Linked DNA regions of Mus musculus: all the other regions are linked to region 1. A link is a contact called in public Hi-C and HiChIP or PLAC-seq data. All regions are on one chromosome and are shown on one strand. Each heading gives the region's core, a stretch centred on a gene start, on an enhancer-like site or on the middle of the called end of the contact. The rest is flanking DNA. Distances are from core to core; before and after follow the strand shown. Region 1 overlaps St7 (suppression of tumorigenicity 7). Region 2 holds the start of St7 (suppression of tumorigenicity 7). Region 3 overlaps St7 (suppression of tumorigenicity 7).

What was found. A called contact is a pair of places that touch in the nucleus more often than the background predicts. HiChIP or PLAC-seq counts read pairs in DNA pulled down with a chosen protein or histone mark.
Region 2: an H3K4me3 HiChIP or PLAC-seq map of bone marrow-derived macrophages shows a contact between it and region 1, with 3 times the contacts expected there. The contact joins the promoter of St7 here to the enhancer-like site in region 1. A contact is called at or near these places in 10 of 39 promoter capture datasets (the C10 cell line, the HPC-7 cell line, HPC-7-derived erythroid cells and 7 more), 3 of 484 Hi-C or Micro-C datasets (bone marrow-derived macrophages, embryonic stem cells and nephron progenitors), 11 of 115 datasets of contacts at active chromatin or transcription factors (the 230-238 cell line, bone marrow-derived macrophages, cardiomyocytes and 6 more) and 3 of 9 other capture datasets (adipose tissue, liver and macrophages).
Region 3: a Hi-C map of bone marrow-derived macrophages shows a contact between it and region 1, with 38 read pairs. The contact joins two enhancer-like sites. A contact is called at or near these places in 1 of 39 promoter capture datasets (hematopoietic stem and progenitor cells), 4 of 15 datasets of contacts at CTCF or cohesin (CD8 T cells, large pre-B cells, pro-B cells and 1 more), 23 of 484 Hi-C or Micro-C datasets (B cells, CD8 T cells, bone marrow-derived macrophages and 14 more) and 2 of 115 datasets of contacts at active chromatin or transcription factors (embryonic stem cells and trophoblast stem cells).

Annotation. Positions count from the first base shown.
Region 1 is chr6:17,808,978-17,813,969 of GRCm38.p6, reverse strand. All of the region lies in intron 1 of St7 (suppression of tumorigenicity 7), which reads right to left. Among named protein-coding and RNA genes, the nearest start is that of Gm52894, 30 kb to the left of the region's middle. Within about 2 kb of position 2,724, at least 17 of the 459 cell types and tissues checked have an H3K27ac peak or open chromatin away from gene starts, as enhancers often do. A contact at or near this core is called in bone marrow-derived macrophages and trophoblast stem cells, where this site is marked.
Region 2 is chr6:17,690,953-17,695,944 of GRCm38.p6, reverse strand. It overlaps St7 (suppression of tumorigenicity 7), which reads right to left and starts at 1,951. Exons shown (of 16, transcript NM_001289624.1): 1 at 1,583-1,951. The coding sequence starts at 1,733.
Region 3 is chr6:17,726,561-17,731,552 of GRCm38.p6, reverse strand. The region is part of intron 1 of St7 (suppression of tumorigenicity 7); the gene reads right to left. Among named protein-coding and RNA genes, the nearest start is that of Gm52895, 33 kb to the left of the region's middle. Within about 2 kb of position 2,787, at least 5 of the 459 cell types and tissues checked have an H3K27ac peak or open chromatin away from gene starts, as enhancers often do. A contact at or near this core is called in bone marrow-derived macrophages, where this site is marked.

The DNA of each region.
Region 1 (4,992 bases), core at 1,475-3,974:
CTTTTAAGAAAACTTACAAGAGGGTGAAGGGGGAGCATTTCAACTGATTTGATCGTAAACCTAATAACTACGTATGTATATTCCTTTCTTACAGATGAGATTATACGACCACACAAAACCTCCTTTCTGTTCCATTCTGTTCTTTGTGCTTTCTTTTAACTGATTGGCCTGATTTGTTTTAAAATTCCTTGCTAACTCACAGGTAAATAGTTTGTCTCAAAATAAGGTAACAGTTTGGGCGAAAGAAGCAACTGCAGGCCACAAGATGGTAAAACTCAATATTAATTCAGGGTACAGTATTTCTTATTCTCCTTTTTCTTTTCCTTCTTTCCTTCTTTTTCACGCCCTAAAAACTTAGTAATTAAATTACTTCTCTGTGTGTAACCTAGCCTCCAGAAGAACTGCTGGGAGTTTGTTGTATATGATCCAGAGGATGGTCTAGAATAACATTTTCTGTTGTGGATAAGTGAGTTTATTAAGTTCTAACCCATGAGGGAGGGAAGGGAATGAGAAAGAACCATCTAATTGGGCACTTAAAGTACACCTCAGAAACTCAGCAGGGAAGCCTGTTTAAAGCAGCCAGGTGGAGTTTGCAACAAAGAGACCCAAGCAAAGCCAAGTGTCCCTTCGAATGAGATTTCTGAGTAAACACCAATAACAGAAGGTAGGATTACCAGATCCAGTAGAAATGGGCTGAGGAAGTCAGGGCTGAGTGCTGGACTTCCTGGCTGAGCTGTCTGGTGAGATCATGCCTGAACTTCCCATGGCTAGCCTTCCCACTACAGGCACTTGGATAGTATGGGATAAATGGTTCATCTTATAGCTGTTGTCCAGGACACGATGTGTTTGTTCACTCTTGGGCTGTTCTGCTACTCTCTTCTCTGTCTATCAGAGTCTAGCACATGCCCAGAGATTGGAGAATACAATGTTCTGGGTCTGCAATGGAAACAGGGCAACCCCTCTTCCAGACCTAGATTCTTAGTGAGGCCCCAAACGTGACAATTTTTCAATGTAATGTATATTACAGAGCTGTTACAGCCATATTCCTCTGGCTGACTGTGTGTCCAACACAGGGTGAAGGAGCCACCAGGCAAGCCAGGGCTCTGGAGTTCAGCTGCTATCCATATCTGGCATTTCAGAATAAGCCTGCAGCTTCACTATTTCCAATTCTATTACTATATTTAGCTTTACATTTGCACCAGACATTCAAATTTCATTCCCGGGGCACCAAACCTTCTCTCTCTGGGCTCATGACTGGAAGTGTATGTCCAAGTGTATCACAAATGCACCGGGCTTCACATAATGTCTATGGGTGAGAGGCAATGCAAACTGTAGCACTGATATTTCCAAATGTCAATAAGACAGTTTCTTTAAACCAAAAACAATCAAAAACTATATTAAAAAAAATGTATCTATATACCAGATGCTCAATGCAGTCTCTGATAGACATGTCCCCAGTGCCTGGAATGACATTTTCCATTTTCATCTCTATTCTTCCTATCTCAAATGGATTTCAGCAATTGCTACCCCTTACTAGGATGTGATCTATTCATCTGTGACAATGAAACACGTTGTTTCTTCTTCATTAGCACATAAGGCAGGACTTTGAGGAATGGGTAAGCAATTGGCTAAAGCCCAAGGTTAACAAAGCCACTATCATTAAGTTGACTGAGGCAGTTAACCTCATAGCAAGAAATTCTGCAGCACAAACTCAGAAGGTGCCTGTCTAATGTTATGAATGGGTATTTGCATGGGGTATGGAATATAAAACATGGCATCACTATGAAAATAGCCCCAACCAAAACTTTTGAAATGGTAGGAGATTGACTAGAACCACAGGAAAAAATAATGACAATCCTAAACAACCAAAGCTGCCTGTACAGAAAGAACTAAGCAGATGACATTACATGAGCTAAAGTGAAAATATGCTACAAAGCTACTATAGTTAAAACAATACAGCTTGGATATGAAAACATATTCAGATAGAGATAACTGGCTTTTACCAAGGGCACAAACATATTCATTGAGAAAGATTAAACAATTCTGGTGACAATGCACTATGATAAAAATGTCTCTTACATTCAAAGAGATTGGGACTTTTACTGGGCTTCACAGCAGAGTTAATAATAAACTTGGAGTCACTGAAGACTTATCTTCAGGGTACTGTGTCCTCAGCCTCTTTGTTTAGCCTGACTTAAAAGAACAATGTAATATCCAACCTAACTTTGCTTGAATTTCCCATGGAATCAACTTTTACAACCCAAGTTAATGTATAGCTGTAATCTTAAATTATATAGTCTTCCATATCCCTTGACCCAGAGTAATGTGTGCATGTGTTATGATAAGCATTTGCTGAAAATAGCAAATATAAGCTAAAAGTGGTCTTATAAAATCCACTATAATTGTTGAATGAAACATACAGATATAGCTTGAAACACAGTGAAGTTTGTAACACTCTTTGTTAACTGGATCAGCTGGAGTAAATTAATTCCTTTTAAAACTTCGTAAAAGATTTCTATAAAGTATCCCTCATTCCTTCTGCATGTTATACTTTCTGTGTTGTTCAATGAAAGAAAAAGTGAAGTCTCTTGTTAGGGTCAGAAACACAGGATCAGACACAGAAAGAGATTCACAAGGCAGCCTTCAGGCAGGCTCAGACTCCGACTCATACAACAGACAAACAGGAATGACCTTGGAGAGGGAAGTAGAGAAGTCAAATCTGGGCTTGCTCTTGGTTAACTCATACCACCAGGAAGTGCTTTGATTTCTTAACTTAATATGACACCGGTGGATTCTGGGTGATTCTGAGTTTATTATTAATATATTCAAGCCCTACCACAATGCCTGAGAATTGAAACTCTAGGAAAATGTACTAGGGCTATTCTTTGGGTCCTTGGAATGGGTCATCTATTTTGGACATGACCTCAGTAACAAAGGCAGCACAAGAAAAGCAAATGGGACAACAACAAACTGAGCAGCTTCTCCCCAACAGCTGATGTCATCCACGAGGACTCTAAGAAGGTAGGCCTCAGAGTACATGAGGATAACGCATAAGGTGGGCATGGGAGGAGGAGGGAGGAGGAAGGAAGGGAACAGGTCGGTGAATAGGTCCTGAAATCTACAGTAGAAATATGTGATGACATGGTCTTTCACATCATTGTCGCTAAAATGTTAAGGTACTGAATAACCCCAAAAAGCTTAGGAGAAAGAACAGTGGATGTTTTATTCCCAAGAAACAATAAAAGCTTCAGAAGATAGCTATGCACAACTCAATTTCACCATTACAGAAATATCACATGGTACCCCATAGATAAATAAACTACAATAAAATGCTAAAAACATTAAAAATGAGGAAGTTTGACTTTTCAAGATTGTTTTCCAAATGTTAAAATTTATTTTTAATTTTGTGAGTGTGTGTATTTGTGCGAGTGTGTGTGTGTGTGTGTGTACGCGTGTGCATGTGTGTGTTTGTGTGTGTGTGCGTACGCGCACACACTTATAGGTACCCATGGAGTCCAAAGACATCATCACATCCTGAGGGTGGAGTTACAGGTAGTTGTCAAACAGCCATGAGTGTTAAGACCTGACTGAACTTGGGTCTTCTAGAGGAGCACTATTTCTTAACAACTGCACCACTTCTCCAGTGTTCTTATGCCCCCACCCCGCCCCCACCCCCACCCCTTTTTTTTAAGACTGTTTTTTAAGAACTGTCCTGGAACTCACTCTGTAGACCAAGCTGGCCTCGAACTCAGAAATCTGCCTGCCTCTGCCTCCCAAGTGCTAGGATTAAAGGTGTGCACCACCACTACCTGGCCTCTCACTCCCCTTTTTTAATGCAGAAAATCTTAAAGAGTATGTTCTTCTTCCTCCTCCTTCACCAAAAGAGAAAAGAAGAAAAGTGACAAGGAACGCTGATTGTGCTGGCCTGCACAGGCTACTTTCCCAAGGTACAGTGATTAAAAGCATGCAAGTTAACAAATGTAGAAACTGTACCACATTTTCTGTATCCATTCCTCTGTTGAGGGACATCTGGGTTCTTTCCAGCTTCTGGCTATTATAAATAAGGCTGCTATGAACATAGTGGAGCATGTGTTCTTATTACCAGTTGGAACTTCTTCTGGGTATATGCCCAGGAGAGGTATTGCTGGATCTTCCAGTAGTACTATGTCCAATTTTCTGAGGAACCTTCAGACTGACTTCCAGAGTGGTTGTACCAGCTTGCAATCCCACCAGCAGTGGAGGAGCATTCCTCTTTCTCCACATCCTCACCAGCATCTGCTGTCTCCTAAATTTTTGATCTTAGCCATTCTGACTGGTGTGAGGTGGAATCTCAGGGTTGTTTTGATTTGCATTTCCCTGATGATTAAGGATCTCTACCTACATATGTAGTAGAAGATGGCCTAGTCGGCCATCACTGGGAAGAGAGGCCCCTTGGTATCTGTCTTAGTCAGGGTTTCTATTCCTGCACAAACATCATGACCAAGAAGCAAGTTGAGGAGGAAAGGGTTTATTCGGCTTACATTTCCATACTGCTGTTGATCACCAAAGGATGCAGGACTGGAACTCAAGCAGGTCAGAAAGCAGGAGCTGATGCAGAGGCCATGGAGGGATGTTCTTTACTGGCTTGCTTCACCTGGCTTGCTCAGCCTGCTCTCTTATAAAACCCAAGACTACCAGCCCAGAGATGGTCCCACCCACAAGGGGCCTTTCCCCCTTGATCACTAATTGAGAAAATGCCTTACAGTTGGATCTCATGGAGGCATTTCCTCAACTGAAGCTCCTTTCTCTGTGATAACTCCAGCTGTGTCAAGTTGACACAAAACTAGCCAGTACAATTGACCCCTTGTCAACTTGACACACAAAAACATCACTAGTAAGCCTCAACCCTTACAATCTTATTCATCCCCAAGATCTAAATAACTTTAAAAGTCCCACAGCATTTCCATATTCTTAAAATTTCAATCTCTTTAAAATATCCATCCTTTTTAAAAT
Region 2 (4,992 bases), core at 702-3,201, 120 kb after region 1:
ATTTAACCTACTTTAAGGAAATGAGAAATAGAGACGTGTTCTGAAATAAATATAACTATATTATGCAAAATTCAAGATTTTAAAAATTCTACAACAAATTTTCTGGAAGGAAAAAAATTTGGAAGTACCTTCCTATAAATAGATAATAAAGATTCAAATTTGTTTAAAGGACGGGTCTTTGAGACTAGAATCTATTCTCTAGTCACCAAAGTCACAAGGAAAAAGCCTTACCCTAAAGCAGTTGTTCTAAACCTTCTAAATTTACGTTGAGGTGACCCACCAACCATAAAACTATTTTCTTTTTTCTCGCTACTTTGTAATTGTGATTTTGCTACTCATAATGTATATATCTGACATGCAAGGATATCTGATATGCAAGCTCCAAATGGGTCATGACCCACAGGTTGAGAATGTCTGTCCTAAGGCAAGGAACACAATATTACAATGTGACAAGCAGTCACGCTAACAGATTAAAAAAAAAAAAAAGGTGGGATCTTCGGAATAATCAGAGCCAAACAGCTTAGCATCCTCTACATTAGGATGAGCTGATTCTATGTGCAGAATTCTGTCTGCCTCCCAAAAAGACCATCCAAAGGATACTATGAAACAAACATAGTCAGCAACAGGTTCACATTAAAGGAGGTTTATAATGTTAAACAAAATGAGTACATTGTGGCAAGCATCTAAAAGGGTCCACTTCCCACTGGTCCTCCATTTCCAGTTATGGTCATGGGAAATTCATTTCCAACCTTGGTATTGTAGACAATGCAAATTAAAATAACAGAAGACAGATATATGTGAATGTGTATCTATGTCTGTAAATAAGTCAGAACTGTAAAGACTTCCCAGCGTAGTGTGCAATAAAATTTGCAGACTCAAAGGGCTGTAAGCCTTCCTTCAACGTGCATTTTGTTTCTGAATTGTCTCTGGGGTGTCCTTAGCCTAAGTTTGCCCTCCTTGGTTTTTAACATCTGGGGTGGCCTGCTGCAAGTTTATCAGGACCACAGTCACCACATACATGCACACTTGTTTAGCCCCGCGCGCTTTAGAGAGGGCTCAGCCGAGAACAGGACAACTTCAGCTGGGGACGTCAGACATTCCAGATTCCCCGCGCGCGGTCCGCGTGTCCCCTCGACATTCCGTTGGGTGACCTGACACGTCATCCACGCTCCTAGAGGGACCTACGGACATGCCCTCCCCGTCCACACCACAGCGACACCCTCCGGGACAAGGCTCTCTCTCCACTCGCGCGCGCCCTCGGCCCGAGCCATGCGTGGGCCCTGGCGGCGCAGCCGGGAGCAGGACATGCCTCCTCGGCGCGGTTCGGACGCTCGAGCGCCGGCGAGACTCGCGAGCTCCCGGGGCTCGGCGGGGACCCGCGGGGACGGAAGGGGACACTCCGCGCGCGGGGGTGGGGGTGGGACTCGCGAAGGCCGCGGGGCTGCGGCGGCCACCTGAGGCGGCGCGTCCCGGAGCGCGCGTCCCCGCCGGCCGCGACCCCGCCGCGCGACTTTGCACTAACTTTCCCGGGGCGGGGGAGGGGCGGCCGAGCGGAGCCGGGCCGGGCCGGGCCGGGCCTGACCTGTGCTCAGGTTGTCGTTGATCCTCAGGGGCACCCTCAGGATGTAGACCAGGAAGAGCACGAGGAAGAACCACACGGTCCACAGATAGGTCCACGACCACACGATGCAGGACTTGAGCTGCTCCAGGAAGCCCGCGCCCGCCTCGGCCATCTTCCGGCGCTGCTACGGGCCGCCGCGGCGCTCGCTGTCGGCCGGGATGATTCACCCGCCCGAGGCACGGCTCGAGCCGCCGCCGCCGCCAGGGCCCGGCGTCCCCGGAGCTCGCCCGGCGCCCGGATGCGGCGGGAAAGCGCGCGGCCTGCGCTCCGAGCCCCCGCCGGTGGCCTTCGTGGAGCGGTCACGTGGGCCCGGTCCCTGCACTCTCCCGGGCCATTTATACTTCTTGTACTAGTATTTTAGGAGGACAGCCCGGGCGCCGCCGAGGGACCCACTGACGTAACAGCTCGCGGGTGTAGAGCGCTTCCGAGAGCCGGGCGTGCTCCACACACTTTGTAATGTCTGGGGGGGGAGCCTGCAACAGTTGCCAGGTCCTGGGGTGATAGACGGAGGGAAACTGAGGCCCAAAGCGTTCCTAGGTCTACCTTAAAGTGGAGTCAGAATTCGGTTGCAATCAAGATTTCCAGGACGTAAACAAGGTTTCCAGGAGTCTTAAAGCTGTGTCTCCCAGGACTGGGGCTTAAAGGTATCAATGAAATCCAGACGAGCTAGAAGAGATGCACTCCTGCTCATTAGGCCTGAAGAGAAATTTTGGTTCCCTTTGTACTAGCTTCTGCTATTTGTTTTGTTTTTCCCAAACAGCACGGTGAAGGGTTTTCCAGAGAAACTGACAACATACGTATTTCTTTTTCTTCCTATTTTCCAAGTGATCGCCATTCAAACAAGTCTTTACTCGTTTTGTTTTTGTTTTTAACATATAAGCAATTCCCTAGTTTAACTTTGGCGTACTTCATCAGAACCTAATGAAAAATGAATAAAAATAAAACCACATTATGAACATTTTCCCACGGTTAAATAAAATAGTATATTTTACACAAGGCTTTAGGTGCTAGCTCCGAGTCTGTTTCTTGACTTTTAATGTATTCAATGTTAAATGAAGCAAACGCAGACTTTCCCAACTATAACCAAGACATTAAAATTCATCACTGAACAGCTTACCTTATTATAATTTTTATATTGCTCATGATTAAGCTCAGAATGCATTACCTCAAAATGGGACACCTTGTGCTGGCGTGCTGGCTGCCTTGAATGGAAGGGAATTGGAAAGGCCTCAGAAGCAAGGTGTCTCTGAGCTCCTGTCCTTTTTTCATACCTTGTGTGTCCCCCAAAGCAAAGCCAGTTCCCGGAAACCAAAATTCCCCTACTTCAAGGTGCATTGTAGAAATCAGAATGCATCTCCCTCAGACTAAACTATAAAACATGGAAAGCTCGATCTTTTCTCCCTTCCCCCTCCTCCTTTGAAGCCCCTCATTCCAGGACACTCTACCTCAAAAACCTCCAGAAGAAAGAATGTTAGGGAGAGGCCAAGAATGTGGACATGCCGGCTTTGCGAGACCTTTCCCCTCAGCCTGTCACCTTCACGTTATTACCTGAACGAAAAGAGGTTTCTCAAATTCTTTCAGGCTTCATTTATCATGCTTTTTCTTTTGCATCCTGATATATGGGAGTGTTGGCTGCGGCCCTTACAGTGGGTGTGGAGAGGTGTTACACCTTTCTGCTCCTACAAGGACTTGTAGTTTCTTCCATAGTAAAACAGGCTGAGTTAATTTGTAGATGTGGGGCCTGTTTGTGACAGTTCCAGGTGGCAAACTCAATTGCACTAAGGAGTGGTTTGGGGATTGCCTGCGAGGGTCTTTCCAGAAGAGACTGAGAAGTGAGTGTGAGCACATTTGATGGGGAATGTTCACCTTCAGTGTGTGTGAGTACCATTCAAGAACCTGGAGACCATAGAACTAGAGAGAATGTACTCTCCTTCTACCACAGAAGAGGCATTTTGACCTCTTCTTCTGTTGACATTGGCCATGAGAACTCCAGGCTTTAGACTCCAGGACTTGGACCAGTGCCACCTTCAGGCCTCCAGACTCCAACTGTAGGTTGTAATCTAAGCTCCCCTTCCCTACCATGGGTCATTCTTTGAAATTAGCCTGAGCGGCGCTACCTACTCTCTGGTTCTCCAAGACTTTCATGGAACTTCTCATACTATATTCTTCATAAGCCAATTCCCCAGTCAACCAACCCCTCCTTCCTCTCCTTTCTCTTCTCCATTCTATACTGGGCCTTAAGACATCAAGATTCAGATCACCTCTGTGTTTCTCCCAGCAATGGCCTCTAGTTACAGCCTGATTGTTACCTAGAGGGAACTATGTTGTGGGTTCCTACCACCAATTTTACTACCACCACCTCATCATCATCTATCTAAAAATGATATGTAGATGGCATATAGTATTTTGCCGGGCACTTTTGTCCTCCTGCTCCATACTACCTGTCATATATTTCTCTGGCTGCCCTTCCCAGCCAGGCAACATGTTCCTATTAGCAGATTTTTCAGAGATTCCATTGATGTACGACCTCTTTTGACACACCAATTCCATCAGACCATCACACCACTCATCCTTTTCTGAAAGATGCAGCACCAGGAGGCTAGTAGTGGGCCATTACAGCATAGGCCTACTAGGTATAGGGCTTTATTCATGATTTTGCCAATCACTAGTGGGATGCTTCTTGAAAGTTGCTAATGGCCCTTGAGCTACACAGTTTATTCATCTGTACTGTGGATTCCTTTGTTCCTATTCCAAAGGGACCTGGTATAGACTGAATGAAATATATACCAATAGTGCTATGCATGACCTGCACACGCCACGCTTTTCTCTGCCAGTAAAGTAGGGCCGTTAGTGTGAAGCAACTTGTGGTTAATTTTAGTTTCCCTCACCTCCTAGCACATACAGTACTGTTTGTCACATGGCGTTCAATAAACACTCAAGGTCATGTAAAGGAATGAAGAGAGAAACAAGATCTTCCATTTACAAATAACCTTACATTCCCATTCCTAACAAACAGATTTAACTCAAAGCTCAATTTTGAGATCTAATGGGTTTTCCTTTATGGTAAGCTTCTTTGAATGTTTGTACTATGGGCATAGTCATATCTGAATTAGATAACATGAGTTAAGAGACCCTTGGGAATTGTGTTAAAACAACATATTCCTAAATTCTTCTTAGACTGATTTATATACAGGCATGCACTGTATAGCAAGGCTTGGGAAAATGATTGGACCTCATATACAATGGTAGTCATTGCAGAATATTATAGAGTGACATTGTAGCCACCTCAGTATGAGTGCTCTATGATGCTTGCACAATAACAAAATTGTGTGATGGTGATACATGGATAATGTATGTGCATGTGGAGGCGA
Region 3 (4,992 bases), core at 1,538-4,037, 82 kb after region 1:
AAAGAATACATTTGTTTCACTCATTTCCCTGGATTTTTAAGCACATTTGATACCACATCAGTTTCGCGGTGTCTACTCCAAACAAACATCAATGGCTTTCTTATGTTTTTCAGCACCAACTTTAAAATACTGTGCTAATTATATGACCCGAGCTAAAACATAGAAAATCCGCAGGGCAAAAGTTTGGAGAAATGTATACCAAACATAGTTTTTCAAAACTTTAATAAAATTCTTTCTCTAAACTTTAATAAAATTCTTACCTTCAAAATCAGCTACCAGCATCTCTCCAATAGGATGCTATGAATGTTTTAAGCAAGATAAGACTAAATACTGCACATTCCTAGTCCCTAGGCATCAATGCCCTGTGATGCTGACCAGTCATTATGACAACACAAAGACCCTATATGCATTTCTGTATGGTCTCGGGTGGGATGGTCCAGCCCTCCCAACCTTCTGATGCATTCACTAGTCTTCCTAGTGCCCCCAAAACTTAGAAGTTTCTGCTACTACATCAGTTATTTTGCAAAACTACATAGCTAGCTGCTGCACATGCAAATGAAGATAATACAGGATGTTGGATGGCCACTTAAAGGGATAGTAATCAGCCTGAAAAAAGTCCCAAAGTCGCTCTCTCCCATCATGGGGGCATTAAAGCTACTTTGAAGCCCATCTTATCTACTAGGTATCTAGAGAGACAGAGGGAGATTTAAATTTAAAATGCAGAGGCAGCCATGGTGGTACAAACCTGTAGTGCAGCTCTCAGGAGCTGAGGATGGGGAACTGTAATAAGTGCAAGTCCAGCATATGTAACAGAGACCCCTCCCCCTCTCAAGCATAAGCAATCAGGTCCGTAACTATGACTTTTCTGCAACCCTATAGGTGGAACAACAATATGAACTGGCCAGTACCCCCAGAGCGCGTGACTCTAGCTGCATATGTAGCAGAAGATGGCCTAGTCGGCTATCATTGGGAAGAGAGGCCCTTGGTCTAGAAAACTTTATATGCCCCAGTACAGGGGAACACCAGGGCCAAGAAGCAGGAATGGGTGGGTAGGGGAGGAGGGTGGAGGGAGGGTATAGGGAACTTTCGGGATAGCATTTGAAATGTATATTAAAAATGATATAAAATAAGAAAAAGAAGAATTCTCATGGCTAGACAGATGGCTCAGCAGGAGAAGCAGCTCTTGCCTCACTACAGAGGACACCAACAGATCTCCAGTTCCCACCCACACTGCGCAGCTCACAGCCGTCTGTAATCACAGCTCCAAGGCATCCGACAGGCCCTTTTGGCTTCGATAAGTGCACATGTGCATACACACACAGTATGCATCTACAGACACATGCGTATAAAAAATATTAAGTCTTAAAAAAAAAACTCCAGTAGCAATTAAAAAGAGAGAGAGACATGTCTGCAGTCCATACTTTATCTCCAAACTTTCTTTAACAATTGGCTTTAAATAGAAGCTTTTGGCAAAAGCTACACTAAAAACAGAAAATTAGAAAGTTGGAACAACTTATTTAGTAGTCAGCAAATGAATTTACTCTTTTACAATGCTGTTTAAATAAACTGATATACAAGATGATCATGAAAATAGCATTAGCAATGTGCCTAAACTTTTTGGACCACAGATATGTCTATTCTTCCAAACTCAGAGACATTTCATCTTCTCTTTTATTTCTCATTGGACTGTGCCTGAAAAAATGTGCCGAGAAGATGTTGTGCCACATATCTAAGAGGTTTATAATATCAACTCTTGAAAACACATCAGGTAAGTCTATATTTCCATCTCTGGACTTTCTGAAGCTCCAGACTGAAGGCAATGGTTCTGCTGTAACTCCTATAAATCAGAGTTCTCTGATTTGCTTGTACACACACACACACACACACACACACACACATGCACACACACAATTAAAATACAAAAAAAAACTTTTTAAAAATAAATAAAAAGGTAGAACATATCTCTGAGATCCTTGACTTGGGAGTCCTTTTTGTGAACACACAGGAGTGGAACAGCTGGACCATACGGAGAGTCTGTTTTTAATTTTGTGATTAACTTTTATATTGCTATTCTGTAGTGGCTAGACAACTTTACATTCCCACCTGCAGGTTTCCTTTGTCCACATCCTCAGTATTATTTTCTTAATTATTTCCAATCCAACCAAGGTGAGATGGAATGTCAATCTAGTTTTAATCTGCATTTCTACTGATTAATATATGCATTACTAGAATCAAAACTGTCCAGAGGAACAACAAGGGGACTACAGGGGGAGGGAAGATAAAGGAAAAGTGATTTGGTAAATCAGAGCATCTCTCAACTATACAATATACAATATTCTTACATGGCACCCTGTTCAAAAATACATAAGAAACATCTTAAGTTCAAACGTGAATCTAAATGAAGAAAGAGAAAATGACTGTCTGTAATGAAATCTCCAGTCATTTATTGCGATGGGGAAACATTATGTTTACTTAAATGAGGACCCATTACATTTATTCCAAGGATCGATTTCTCAACATAAAATATTACTAAATTTTCATCCATAGCCATACATCTTCTGCCCCTTTTCTGTTGTGGTATCTAACAGAAAGCTTCAAGTCAAGGTATTTCCTCTAATGTCTTGTAGAATTCGTTTTCATAGTCTAGTCCACAAAAACATCACCAACGGTTTCTCCTAAAAACACTAAGTCCGAGGTTTGAAAGAAAATGACAGCCTCTTAGATAAATCTAATCATTTCCACCATAAAAATCAGGGTAACTTCCCCAAAGATCGACAGTGGCTTCTCTAGTCAGGAAGTTCATGATGTATTATATATAGCACACACTGGGGCTGGAGAGATGGTCAACAGATAAAGCGCTGCTAACAAGCAGCATCAGGTCCCCAACACCCACAGAAATGCCAGGTAGCTTACCTTCTAATTTCAGCACTGAGAAAGTGGAGACAAGCTGGCTAGTGAGGTTAGCCCATGACAGCAAGCTCTAGATTCACTGGAGAAATGTTGCCCTGCTGAATAAGGTGGAGAGTAACTGAGGACCCCTTAGAAACATGTGTGGGGGCCTTAAGACAAGTCTCTCACCAGCCTTGGAGCTCAGTTTTCACCTAGGCTGGCAGTCGGTAAGGCCTAGTAATTCTTTCTCTATCCACCATGTACTAACTCTGGGGTTAGGCATTGCACAGTCAAGCTGAGGTATGCATGTGGGCACTGGGGATATGAACTCTGACCCTCACATTGTGCAACAAGCACTCTTATACACTGAGCCTTCTGTCCAGCTCACCTCGTTAAATAATACATTTTCTCCATTTGTCTGCAAGAAAAGAAGGCATAGGATTAGACTCTTTTTGTTGGTTTTGCTTGTTTGTTTGAGACAGGGGATACCCATATAGTTCTGGCTGTCCTGGAACTCACTCTATAGACCAGGATAGCCTCAGACTCACATAGATCTGCCCTGCCCCCCTGAGTGACGGGACTAACGCTGTGCACTGCCACACCTGGCTAGGATCATACTCGGAATCCCTGCACACTGGGTAGTGGTCTGTTGAGAAAGCAGGGACCTGAAAGCGATGATACTGAAGGAGTGGAGCAAGGGAAGCTGGAGATTGGCAATGTGGACAGACAGACCATCTGAGTGCTCAAAATGAGCGTAATTCTCACCAAAAGGACCTTGCTCCTTCTTTTTCTCCCTTCCCTTCCCCTTCCCCTTCTTCCCCTTCTTCCCCTTCTTCCCCTTCCCCTTCTTCCCCTTCCCCTTCTTCCCCTTCTTCCCCTTCTTCCCCTTCCCCTTCTTCCCCTTCTTCCCCTTCCCCTTCTTCCCCTTCCTCTTCCCCTTCCCCTCCCTTCCCTTTCCTGTTCTTGACTGGCTCTTCACATCTTCCCAATCACTTTGGATTAGAAAGCTCAGAATGCAATTTAATACTTCCTGTGTATAACTACTTCTTCAGTAAGTAATCTACTTTGGGGACTTTAAGTATACCAGTGAGCTGACTGCGACTGTGTCTAAAATCTACTCTCTACCTCTAACTCATACTTCCACCTACTAGGTGGTCCTTCAGTTTGAGGATCTGAGCATCTCCAACTTAATACAGCATCCACCCTCCCACTTCTCTTCCCTATCTTATCTGATGCCAGCAGGGCTTGGGGCGTGGGTGTTCACTTTCTCCAAGGACCAGTATTTGGACAGCCATTTAAGAAATAAGGACAATGACAACAGAAAAGACCTAAGTATCTGGAAGTATTCATTCTAAGAACTATTTGATTCTGGGAAAACAGTCCACAGCTTCCTACTATGTCGATGCCTGGAGACATTCTAGATTCCATCATGTCTAGCATAATTCTTTGGCTTTTCATTAGACTCTAAATTTTTCTCATGTTTTATAAACATAGACTCTAATCACATGTGTCCATATCTATTCTGAGTTCTACTTGGTAAATGGCAAAAAACTGTAAATTATCTACTTACCAAACTATTAAGTCCCTAACTGGTTATGTCATCTCTCCATGGAAATTACAGTGAGAAGGAAATACCTCACACGCTTCCCACTTCAGGCCATCTAAGATTGTCCTAGGCCACAGACTTCGGTAATTCTTTCCTCATTTTTCCATATACTGTGTCTGGCAGATCAACTCACCTCAGCCAAATATAGTTAAGTATTCCTACCTTTATGCAAGGAAGGATCCAGGTCTTATCTGTATATCTTCAAGTCAGGCAGGCCTGGTAACTGTCCCTGGAATGTTACCAGGAGACAATACAGAAAAGGCTTCACATTTTTTAAGGGGTCACTAACCTGCAGTGATGTGAGCTCCCTGAGTGTGCACTATGCTGATTGTCCACTAGCAGTAGGACTCAGTGTGAACTCTATGCTATATTTTCCTGATCGTACTGAAAAATCGAAAGGAAGTTGCCCTGGAGAAGTAGCTCTCAGACTCTGCACAGTTGGTTTTAACTTTGATAGTTCTAACTAACTCAGGAGCTAGCCTCATTCCAATTTCGAA